2 separate regions of the Anas platyrhynchos genome follow, and region 2 is linked to region 1. A link is a contact called in public Hi-C data. All regions are on one chromosome and are shown on one strand. Each heading gives the region's core, a stretch centred on a gene start, on an enhancer-like site or on the middle of the called end of the contact. The rest is flanking DNA. Distances are from core to core; before and after follow the strand shown. Region 1 overlaps PDE4B (phosphodiesterase 4B). Region 2 holds the start of SGIP1 (SH3GL interacting endocytic adaptor 1).

Region 1 (5,619 bases), core at 1,279-3,778:
TTGTGGGCAGAAATAAAACGCACTCAAGCAGTCGTTGGTGAAAGAGCAGATAAAAAAAATAAGAAGAAGAAAAGAAAAAGAAAAGAAATTAATTGAGGCAGGAGCTTTTGGCTCAATGGGATGAGCGGGGTCGCCAGCAGCAAAAATTGAGAGAGGAGGAATGGGAGCAGGGCAAGGGGAGCGTGAGGGCTCGGCTCCTGCTGCAGGACGGAGCCTCGGGCTTCCCAGCTGGAAAAAAGTCCCAAGATCCCAACCCGGCTCCCACGGCGTGGCCAGGACCTGGTCGCACATCTGGGGAGTGCATCAGGCAGGGGGGGAACGGGGGCGAGCCGCTCGGTGGGGTGACTTCAGCCCCGGGCCGCAACGGCCAAGTGATGAAAGCATCAGGAAGTGGGTGTAGAATGGAAACGGTGACGGAGGGCTCGGGTTTTCTCTTTCAAGCCTCCCTTTTGCAGCCCAGCTGTTTGAAATCCACTGAGGCGGTTTCCCAGGATGGCTAAGACGTGAAGCGGGGCTGAAAGGGGAGGCCAGCGGCTTCAAACGCGGGTGCCCAATCCTCACAGCTCGTGTGGGATTTCAAAACCTTGCTCCGAAGGTGGATGAGGACAGCGTGGTGCTGCCAGTGTGGCTTTTGCTAGGCACGTGTGACACTCTCTGTGCTTTCTTTGCAGCTTCGACGTGGAAAATGGCCCGTCCCCAGGTCGCAGCCCGCTGGACCCGCAGGCCAGCTCCTCGTCGGGGCTGGTGCTGCACACCGCCTTCCCGGGGCACAGCCAGCGCAGGGAGTCCTTCCTCTACCGCTCGGACAGCGACTACGACTTGTCACCAAAGACGATGTCCAGGAACTCCTCTCTCCCGAGCGAGCAGTAAGCACAAACTCAGCTCACCTTGTGTTTCACAGCGGATGGGAGCTCTGTCTTGTCGTGGCTCCCACATTTCACAGCCCTAGCGCCCGAGGCAGGTGCTCTCACAGCCTGCCAAGGCACGACAGCCTTTTTCCCATCGCATCCTCCAAATGCTCCCCTTTTCTCCATAATCCAGTAGAAGAGCTTTCAAAGCCGTGCTGTGAGCTGCAAGGGGATGTGTGCCTGTGCCTTCCTGCACTTGTTTTTCTCCGTTAGGCTCTCACCGTTCTCGGTGCCTGGTTAACATCACCGCACGCCATGAGCCTGAAAAACAGAAATACGACCGTACGCATATTTACAGCGTTCCTCTTCTCCGTCCCCTTTTCTGTCATGAGTTGTTTGCTAGAACTGAGTGAAAAATAAAGCAGAAAGCCCAGCCAGATGGTTGGCTTGAGAGGATCAATATAACTCAGCGCACAAAGCTTAAATGAATGGCCTGGATTTGCAGCCCTTTCTTTTAAAAGGCAGTTTAAAGTTTTAAAGTGACCATTAAGCCATAAAAAAGTGCTCATAAAAACACTTGGCTGTTAAGAAGGCCCTACAGGTTTTGCTGTGAAGTTGAAATCTAGGTAGCAGCAGGCTCCATTAGGAGTTCCCCTGGAAGAGAGCATCCCTCGGTGCAGCCAGCGCACCGCCTCTCCCTGCTTTCCAGCCACGATCAGGTCAGCCCCGCACAGCAGGAGCTCGGCCCACTCTGCGCTCAGTTTGGGCAAAATAGATCCCTTTGTACGGGATTTATCGCCCAGACACAAGTGCTTTGTGCGCCATTGCCAAGAAAAATCCTTCCTCTCGGTGATGACGGTGGCCGTGTATTTTTCTCAGAACTTGCGCTCACATCTTCCATGATGAGCACGGCCGGGCGAAAGCCGGTGTTTGAATAACATTAAAGGCTGTGACACAAACCAACAAAAGCCAGGAAATTCAAAGCCGACCTTTACCCAGGCCGTGGCGGGTTTTTCCACCGCGGTGTGAGTGTGCTGCCTTCGCTTTGAATTTCCTGGCTTTTATTGCCCCGCGTTACCCATCCAGCCGGGCTGCTTGTCATCCCCTCGGCGAGCCATTTTGGTGTCATTTTGGTGTGGTGTCACACAGGGAAAGGCTGCAGGGGCTGAAGGCTGTGTTCTGGGTGCTTGGCCCCCTCTGAAACACTCCTTGGGGTGACTGAAGCGTTGCTTGGGGTACAAATTCATCACAAGAGTGCTCGGGGCTGGGGTTGGGTACGAGCCCGTGGTCCAGCGGCGCGCATCAGTGCCCTGCTCCGGTAAACGGGTCTGGCACAGGGTCCCCGTCCACGCAGCAGTGACTGACCCAGCCGTGTTCTTGTTTCCCCCAGGCACGGCGATGACCTGATCGTCACACCTTTCGCCCAGGTGAGTCGGGAGCCCGCTGCCTCGCGCCGGCCGGGGACGCGTTGGGTCGGAGAAGCGCTGACGCCTGCTTCTGCTCGCCCTAGGTGCTGGCGAGCTTGAGGAGCGTCAGGAACAACTTCACGCTGCTGACCAACCTGCACGGGACGGCCAACAAGTAAGCACAAACTTCTCCGAGCTGTGCGGGACCAGGGTAGGGGCTGGGGCCGCCGCTGGTCCCTCTCTGCCCACCTGAGGGCGCCCAGAGGCAGGGGCTGGGCTGGGAGCCTGGGGGACACACAACAAGGGTGTGAGGGGCTGTGCTGTGCCCCCGAGCACAAAACCGCTCCCTTTTGGGCTCCTTTGGCCATCCAGCTCAACCCGGGGTGCTGCCTTGTGCTGCCTCAGGTGTTCACCAGGAGCACGGGCACCGGGAGGAGAGGCTGGAGGTGGATGGTGACGCCTGGTGTGGCTGTGGTGGCACCACATGGGCACAGCCACCCTGCCCATGCCACCGTCAGGTCCACGCGGTGTCCCACAGCAGCAGAGACACCAAACGGGACCGAACTTGATGGCTTCTTTCACGCTGAACAGGAGAAACCCTGAAACAGGAGAAACAAACTCCATCATCACAATCCCCGCTTCCCCTTGGCCATTCACAGCGCACCAGTCGTCATCATTTTCTGCCCTGCTTTGCCCCCGGAGAGCCGTTCTGCCCCAAACCAGCATTGCTCAGCCCTGCAGATGTCCTGCCCTGAGATCGGTGGCATCTCCTGCTCCTGCACCACTCACACCTCTTTGTGTCTGCCGGCACCGTCCTGCGCTCCACGCACGGCTCGGCGTTTGGTTTGGGCGTGAGGTTTTTCCTCCCGTTGATTGCTGTTGGCGAGTTTTGATCGGAAACGAAGCGCCGCATTCCAAGATGGAGGTTAATAGAAAAACAGATGGCTGAAAAAAATAGATCCGTTTTTTTGTTGTTGTTGTTGTTTTTCCGCTTTGCTTTTCTGAATAGTTGAAGCATTCCGTTCCTAATGAGGAATCTGAAATTGGACGGGGCCGGAAGGAAGCGAGGGCGTAACCTGTAGGACACAGAGGCATCTCGCAGTGTCCTTGTGAAAACATTCCCAGATTTGATTGAGGTATAAAGTCATTTGCCCAGCCAAAGTAAAAGTCATTAAATGTTTAAGCCATTAGGTGCCAAACAGCCAAGTCCGTGGCGGAATGTGCTTCCAGGCGCTGCGGAGCTTCCCGCACAGTTTCCAAACAGCTCTGCTGGGTTACGGCCGTGCTGCCAACTCATGATTTTATCATATGTCTCATGATATGTGGTATTTTTCTTAAACTTCTGCTCTGGGGATCATGAGAATCGCAGCTTTTCTTTAACCCTTCATCACCCCTTTTTTTTTCCTCCTCCTCCACCCCCTCTGTCCCGAGACGGAGAAGGAGGATGCTGTCCCACTTATTTACATGCTGGAAAATCTGAATCTTAAGGACTGGGAAAAAAAAAAAGAAAAGAAAAACAACAATGAAAAACAAGAACTCTTTATTTTTTTGGACTTCAACATCGGGGTTTTTAGGACAATTTCCTGCCTGGAAAAGAGGAGAGTGTGATGAATGGCTTCGGAGTGCCTGAGTTTGGCACATGCGGCCGAGGACACGGTCAGAAAGCATCCGGTGCCAGCTCCCCGAGATGCCCGTCGGCAAGGAAGAAGGAGTGGGAGGCAGGAGCCACGTGCACGTGGTGACCCAGAAGGGGCAGTGGCATTGAGACGCAGATCTCCGGGGCTCCTCTGCCTGCTCCTGCCAGCTCTGCAAACCAAGATGGGCCCGGCCGGCTGTAACTCGAGGGCGCTGGGTGCGGTGCCGTGCCCTGCTCAGGCTCCGACACGGGGAATACCCTTACGAGTATGATTTCACCCCTCCCTGCCCCCCGAAAGCACGTCTGAGCACCTCGGCGCGGTGGTGGAGGTACCTGGAGCACGGCTCTCCAGACGCTGCAAGCGCCGCGGCCGCAGCGCGGTGTCCCCGCCGAGGAGTTTCTGTTTTCCAAAGATTTCCAGATTCGGATTTTCAAAGGCTCAGCACGGGCAGGTCGGGGCAGGCTTTTAGAAAAGTCAGCATCCAACGTGCTGGGCTGAGCCCTTCGAAGAATCTGTGGCCCGTGGTTCCCTCCAGAAAAGCCGAGCCCTTGAGATCCCACCCCAAAGGCGAGTGCCATGGCCATGGAGCCGCCGCTCGCTGCAGCCCCGCTCGCCCTCGCCCTGCCGGCAGGTTGGGAAGCCAGGAGCAAGGTTTTGGAGCAGGACCCTCGCTGCCTTACTCAAACACGGAGCTTACCTGGCTAGCGAGGCCTTCCTGGAGCACTTCTGAAGAACCCCCTGGAGCTACGAGTGCAGCAGCATTGAGCTGCTCGCTTGCTTTGATTTTAGCTTCAAAGGAGAGCTGGCAAATAATGGATGTTTCGGTTCAGTGGCTGACTCAAAAAATTGGGGTTAGGAGGTTGCCTAAGAGAGAGCAGGGGGAAATCCGGCTTCAGTTAAAACATATCAGAAACTTCTTGGGGAGGAAAAGCGCCAAGTTTCACTTCTGGTCAGCCTGAAATCCCACGTTCAATCCCAAATGAAGCATTTTTGGTTTTGCGTTAACTCCTTTTAACTTGTTTTAAAAAAAAGTCTGTATTCTATAAGTAAATTATGGTTTCAATGTGAAAAATTAACCCTTTTGTTTGGCGAATGTCACAATGAAATCATCTGACGTTTGGAGAAATACCGCACCATTTTTCCAGTCAAACCTGCTTGCTAAACTTGAGCTGATTTTTCAGATAGCGCTTGGTCCTTCTGAAATCCGGAGTTTCCCAATGAAATTGTTGCTCCTAGTCAAGAAATGTCATTCCGCTTGGTTTCAGAGCTTGCGCTAGTGACTGCAGTGTCTCCTTATTTACTTCCAGGTGCAATTCAAGCTGTTAAATCCTAATTTAAAGCCTTATACCTATATTGGTATAACAATTGACATTACTTCAGGGTCCAGTCCAGACTTTGTTGTCTTTCAGCCTTGATTCTGGGTCCCAGCGAGCCCTTCAATCACAGAAACTGGCCCTTGCTGACCTCCGAGCATGTTTTGACCACGAAGCTGCCAAGGCAGCGTGGGATGCTGGTGCATCTTTCCTGATATATGCTCTTTCTAGCATGTGTGTGTGCTTAGGACACGTTTGGGTTTTTCTAACAGATATATTGATATTGCTCATTAGCTGCCAAGCCATTTGGAAGTGGCCTGGCTTCTTTGTGGGCATGGAAAAGGGCTTCTAGCTGCAGGAATTGACAGCAGCAGTGCTTGAAGAGTTAAAATAAAACCTATTTATAGACTATTCT
Region 2 (5,619 bases), core at 2,315-4,814, 60 kb after region 1:
GCTCTGCGCCCCTCCAGCTTTCATTTTTTTTTCCTTTCCAGTGACCCATTTCTGCCAGGCAGCAGCTTTCCCGTGAACGCATGCGGCGTGGCGGTGCTGTGCGCTGAGATAGCAGCCTCCTTTCTCTCCTCCTCAGCAGCAGCAAGCACCCAGCCGGCGGCTCTGCTGCTGAATAACCCAAATCCTCCCATTTTGGGGGTGGGAAATCCCAGTTTCGGTGCGGGCTTGCTTGGTAGCTCACTCAGCCTCCTTTCCTTGGAGGACGAGGCTGCGTGTTGGCTGTGCTTTGCCGTCCCCCTGCCCCAACTCCTGCTGCACCAGTGCAGTTCCTGCAGCTTCCTTCAGCACCCGGCACCCATCACCCCAAGCCACACACGGTGCTCACCCCCTGGAAAGTGTCAAAGAAACCTTGGATTTCTTCTGAAGGAGATGCTCAGAGGCCGTGGTTCTCTTGTCTGGGTAAGGGCAGCTGCAGGACTGTGCCCCCACCATGAACAAGCAGCAGGAACACCTCCAGGAGTGTGCTTCCCTTGCAATGGCTGCTCGGCCTCCATCCTCTTCTGGTTGTGTTTGGGCCATGCTCAGGTTCCCTTGGGGCCAGCAGGTTGCCCTTAGGGCCCTGAGCTCCGTGGCGCCGTGTCCTCCCCGGCGGGACAGGAGCAGCTGGCAGGGCAGGACTCAGCCCCGGGGACCTGCAAACGACGCCGAGAGCTGGAGGCGCTTTGCTGGCCACAAAGATTTAGGTGATTGAGGTGCCACTGGTTTAGTGTTCAGCTAAAAATCCTACAGATTAAAAAAAAAAAAAAGAAATGAAAATCCCAAGCGCTGACGGTCTCGCACTCACAAACAGGAAGATGCTCGGGGCTGGTGCACAAAGCCCAGATTTTATCGTGCCCGCGGCGCTGGAACCAAGCCCAGCAGCAACGAGCCTCGGTGCCAGGGAGGTGGTGCTGGCACGGGGCTGAGCACAGGGCTGCGACCACACAGTGACCAAGGAGCCTGTCCCCAAGGGCTCCCCGTCCCGAGGTCATCCTGGCCCTGCTGTCACCCACACAAGTCCCTATTTTGGGTCCCTCTGATGCCGTTTTGGCACCTGCTGAGATGCCGGCACCCCCCCAGCCCACACGGGACATCCCAATCTGCCTGCCCAGAGCAGATTTGGCCAGGAAGCCACCCATGTTGGTGAGTTTCCCATCCCAAAACTTATCAGTGGCAGCACCAGGACTCGTGCTGTGCCCAGCTGGCCGTGGTGCACGAGGGACCAAATGCAGCCCTTGTTCAGGCAGGGTGTGCCGGGCCGTGCTGCTCCCCCCAGCCACAGTTTGGCCCCATTTTAGGGCTCTGCAGCGGTGCTGGTGGGGGGCTGAGCCCCAGGACCAGCCTCAGGACATTCCCTGCACCCAGGAACAGGACCCGTGGGCACAGCACGGGGCTCCCCATGGGCACTGGGGCCGCCTTCCCCTTGCTCCCTTCACACCAGGACCGTCGCCATCAGCCCAGGCAGCAGGACACAACCCCACGGTGTCCCAAACTCCCCCCACCCCACTGCTGGAGCCTGAACGCCCTCGCCGCCCCTCGGGGCGCAACGTGCCACGGCTTGGGTGCCCCCCACGCAGCTCCGCCTGCGTCCCACCGCAGCCCCGCGGGACAGAGGCGGGGGCCCCGCCGCGCTGCAGCCCCGCTTTTGTGCCAAGCGTGGGCAGAGCCGCCCCCGGCGCTCCCGCACCCTGCTCCTGCACCCACGCAGCAGCCGAGGCAGCCAGGGCTCAGCTCGCTGCAGCCCCGCAGCCAGCCCCGGCCTGCCCGCGTGGCCGTGCGCAGCTGCACAGCTCCATCTGCCGAGCCCCAGCCAGCACACATGCAGCGGGGACACCCGCGGTGGGGACGGATGGCTGGGATGTGTACAGTGGGGTCGGCACAGATGGTGCTGGAGGGGGCCCCAAGCAGCTGGAGCCGTGCCCTGATGAGGTCCCGCAAGGCCGGGGCCATGCGCAGGTGGAGGAGCGCGCAGCTGGGGACTGTGCCACAGGAGGGGTGCACAGCTGGGGCTCTGCACAGCTGGATCCTGTGTGGCTGCAGCTCGAGCACAGCTGGATCCCAAACACAGCTGGATCCCAAACACAGCTGGATCCAATGCCCACAGCTGGATCCAATGCCCACAGCTGGATCCTGCACCCAGCTGGCGGCTGCTTCCATCCCCAGGGAGTTCATTTTGGGACCCGTCACTTTTTTTGCCCCTTTGCACAGCCGTTTCCCCGCACAGCCCCTCCTGTTCCCTGCTCTCTCCTGCTCCCAGCACCGCTCCCGCTTGCTTTGGGCTTCATTCAGCCACGTGCAAGCGCAGCCAGTCGCACCCAACAGAACCCTTTCACCCCATTGCACAAGCACAGCCCTGCTTATTTTTCTCCAGCCTCCTCTTCCTCCCCACCAACAGGCACCACCTTCAGCTCTGACACTTTTTTATACGGTCTTAATAGGCAGATCTTGCAGAAAAATCTTGTTTTTACGAGGGAGGGGTAAAGGTTTCTTCCCTGGAAATTCAGGCCATGTTACTGGTGGCTGGGGGTGCAATCACCTGGAGCACATCCGCGGGCACCTGTGCTCCTCCCAGCTGATGCCGGGTGCAGGAGACACGGGGCCAGGGCTGTCACCTCCCTCGCTGTCACCCACGGGGACCCGTCCACAGCGAAACACGGGGCAGCCCCGACATCCCCCCAGCACCCCCAGGAGCAGAGGCAGGAGGCTTTTGCAGCAGGAATATTTTCAACGCTGCTCAGATATGTATTTTTTCCATAACCTCATTCTTTAGGCTCAGCTGAGCTGTTTCGGTGGAAACCTTCCTGAAAAAAAAAAAAAAAAAAAAAAAAAGAGAGAGAAAAAGAAAAAGAAAAAAGAAAACAGCCCGAGGCAGGCAACTGTCAGAAGCTTTTAGCACAGGCTGTTGGTGCTGGCAGCGGTGCCTGCCCGTGGGCATGGGCGCAGCTGTGGCCAGGGCACGGGGCAGCACTTCCAGCCTCTCATGGGGCCAGGGAGCAGCACCCAAATACATGAAGTTTCTTCAAATTCCCTTCAAAATTCTGTTCCTGTAGGTTTTACATTGGATTTAAAACCCAACCCCTTGCGTGCTGCTGAGCTTCTGCTTCTCACCTTGGCGTGCAGCATTTCAAATGTGGTGTTTCTTGGGGCAAAAATGCACAAAATAGGACTGTTGGATTCCCGGGGGCTGGGCACTGCCTGGGCTCATCCCCGCTCCCCCTGCTGCCGGGGCTGCTCAGCACAACGTGGGGCACACGGGGAGGGCACTTTCCATCCCAAATCACACCCGGGTTGATGCTGGCGGCGATACCGCCCCGAAACAGGCTGGGCAACGCTCAGGAGCACACACACGTGTGCTGTGGGGCAGCGCTGCCGTCTGCGAAAACACACACCCATCGTTCGCATGGGGATTTTTTTTTCCATGTTCCTGAATACCTTCTTTCTAACCAAAAAAAAAAAGGCAAAACAGCCTCGCTGCCAGGCCAGTTAGCGTCCCCTGTGCCACCCCATCGGAGCAGCCGGGGGCTGTGGGGCTGTGGCTCTGGCTCCAGCCCCGCTCAGTGCTATGGGCAGGGCTGGGGCAGGGCAGGAGCAGTCCCCACGGCTGTGGGGCCGCAGCTGCACCTCATCCCATCGGGCCCAGGCAGGATTTAAGCTGGGGAGCCCACCTGCAGGGTTTGGCCTCCTCACGAGTGGGGGCAAAACTGAGTGGGGGCACAAGGCAGGTGAGTGCTGGCCGGGAGCTTGGTGCTGCTGGTAAATGCGTGCTCGATCTGTGGCCGTGGGAGCTGCTGGCAGGGTGTGCATGGGGCTCCCGTGGTGCTCCAGCGCCCCAGGGCACAGCCTAATTACCTCCGTGTGCATGAGAGCCATTAAATAAGGCAGAGGCTGCTCTGGCAGCATTCAATTGCTCCTGGAGCTCTGCACCCCGGTACTGCTGCTGCCCGGCACGGAGCTGCTGGCCAAATGGGCACCGTGGGTGCTGCTGGTGACTGGGGATGGACATGGCCGTCTGCTCGGTGGGTGCCCTGGCATGTCGTGCTGGTTGTAAGCTGATCTTGGTTGTGCCATGCTTGTGGTGGGTGGTGCTGGAGCGGGGAGCCCATCGGAGCCCCGTGGGGTGCAGCTGCCACCATCCCCAGCCTGTGCTGGGGGTGAGGGGGATGCTTTGCGGTGCTCAGGGTGTTTTGGGGGCTCCTCAGCAGCACACAGAGTGCTTGCAGGGCCCCGGCATGGGCAGGGTGCGGCTGTGCAACCCGTGGGGCTGGTTCCCCACGTGTGCAGTGGGGCTGGGTGCCAGCCGGGGCAGGAGGCAGCGAGCAGAGGGTGCGGGGGCTGGCGGGGCCGGGGGGCTGGGGCCTTGCGTGTTGGGTTGTGGTTTCAGAGCCTCAAGCAGTGAAGCTCTGTTGAAGTGTACGGCAAGCAGAGCTTCTCTGCTGCTGTGGGGGAGCAGCACCACACTGGCCTGTATCCCCCAAAGGGCTGTAGTTGGTGCTAGGGCACAGTGAGGGCTTGCTCCTGAGCTCCTCTCCTTGCTCACTGGGCTGGGAAGGGCCCAGCAGCTCTTTTTGTGAGGGCAGAATGGGATAAATGGGGCAAAAACCAGCAGATCAGATGGTAACAGTCCTCCTTGTTGAGCATGGAGCTGCTCAGCACGAGGAACACCACCATAATCCTGCTGAAGATGTGGAGTGCTGGCTGCAGAGAATGCAATGTGTGAGGTCGAGCCCAGTAACAGCTCGGTGTTGTGGCCTTTTGCAGCCCCACATGATGTGCCCGGGTGCCCCATCTTTTTGGAAGCACCCAGCCACCACCAAACCTGCCCCTGTGCCTCTTGAGGCTCTCCCAGTGAGGCCGTGTTTCAGCCTCCCCCTTTGTCACGCTGGGAGGAGGCATTTGGAGCAAGCAGCCTGAAAATGTCACCGTATCAAAGCCCAAATGGCAGCCTATAAAAGGCTCTGGTATTTTTCAGCTGTCTCGCAGCGAGGCACAAATGTTCACAGTCTCTAAATCCTGATGAGGCGGCCTGCGTGTGATGGCTCCCGACCATGGCCCCGCGTGAGGCCTACACTGCGCAATGGGCACAGGAGGCACAGGGCCTGGTGTCAGAGCCCAAAACCCTCATTAATGAGAGATCCCAAAGCCTAATTAGTGCTTCCCAGGATGTTTGGCCTCTTCAGCTGTGTCCCCACCTGGCACAGAGAAGCCCACAGGCTTGTTTTCAGTGAAATGCCCCATTAGGCTTCATGGCGGGTCGTTGTGGCAGGTGCGCGGACCTGTCACCGACTCACGGCTGCCCGTTAGCGCTGTTAATGCTGCGGGATTTACGGGGCTGTGCCCTGAGAGGGATGAGGCTGCTGGATTTGAGCTTTATTTAGCAAATCCCTTCACCCAGGGGCGTGGGGGCACCTTGCCCTGTGGCGGGGACGCGCCGGGATCGCCCGTCACATGCGGCGTGAGCATGACTGCTCCAGTATGAGTAATGCGCTGCTGTGACTCATTTTCTGCCTCCTTATTCTCTCCTTTGAGGCTGACTTCCCCTGTTTATGTTTACACATGGCAGCCCATCGCGCACCCAGCGGG

The links. Hi-C and Micro-C count contacts between places; a contact is called where the count stands out from the background.
Region 2: a Hi-C map of subcutaneous adipose tissue shows a contact between it and region 1, with 5 times the contacts expected there. The contact joins the promoter of SGIP1 here to the enhancer-like site in region 1. A contact is called at or near these places in 2 of 8 Hi-C or Micro-C datasets (skeletal muscle and subcutaneous adipose tissue).

Annotation. Positions count from the first base shown.
Region 1 is chr8:38,003,888-38,009,506 of IASCAAS_PekinDuck_T2T, forward strand. PDE4B (phosphodiesterase 4B) reads left to right here. Exons shown (of 17, transcript XM_027463811.3): 4 at 672-866; 5 at 2,239-2,275; 6 at 2,359-2,429. Among named protein-coding and RNA genes, the nearest start is that of SGIP1, 60 kb to the right of the region's middle. Within about 2 kb of position 2,529, at least 2 of the 8 cell types and tissues checked have an H3K27ac peak or open chromatin away from gene starts, as enhancers often do. A contact at or near this core is called in subcutaneous adipose tissue, where this site is marked.
Region 2 is chr8:38,062,951-38,068,569 of IASCAAS_PekinDuck_T2T, forward strand. It overlaps SGIP1 (SH3GL interacting endocytic adaptor 1), which reads left to right and starts at 3,565. Exons shown (of 24, transcript XM_072042097.1): 1 at 3,565-3,761. The coding sequence starts at 3,602.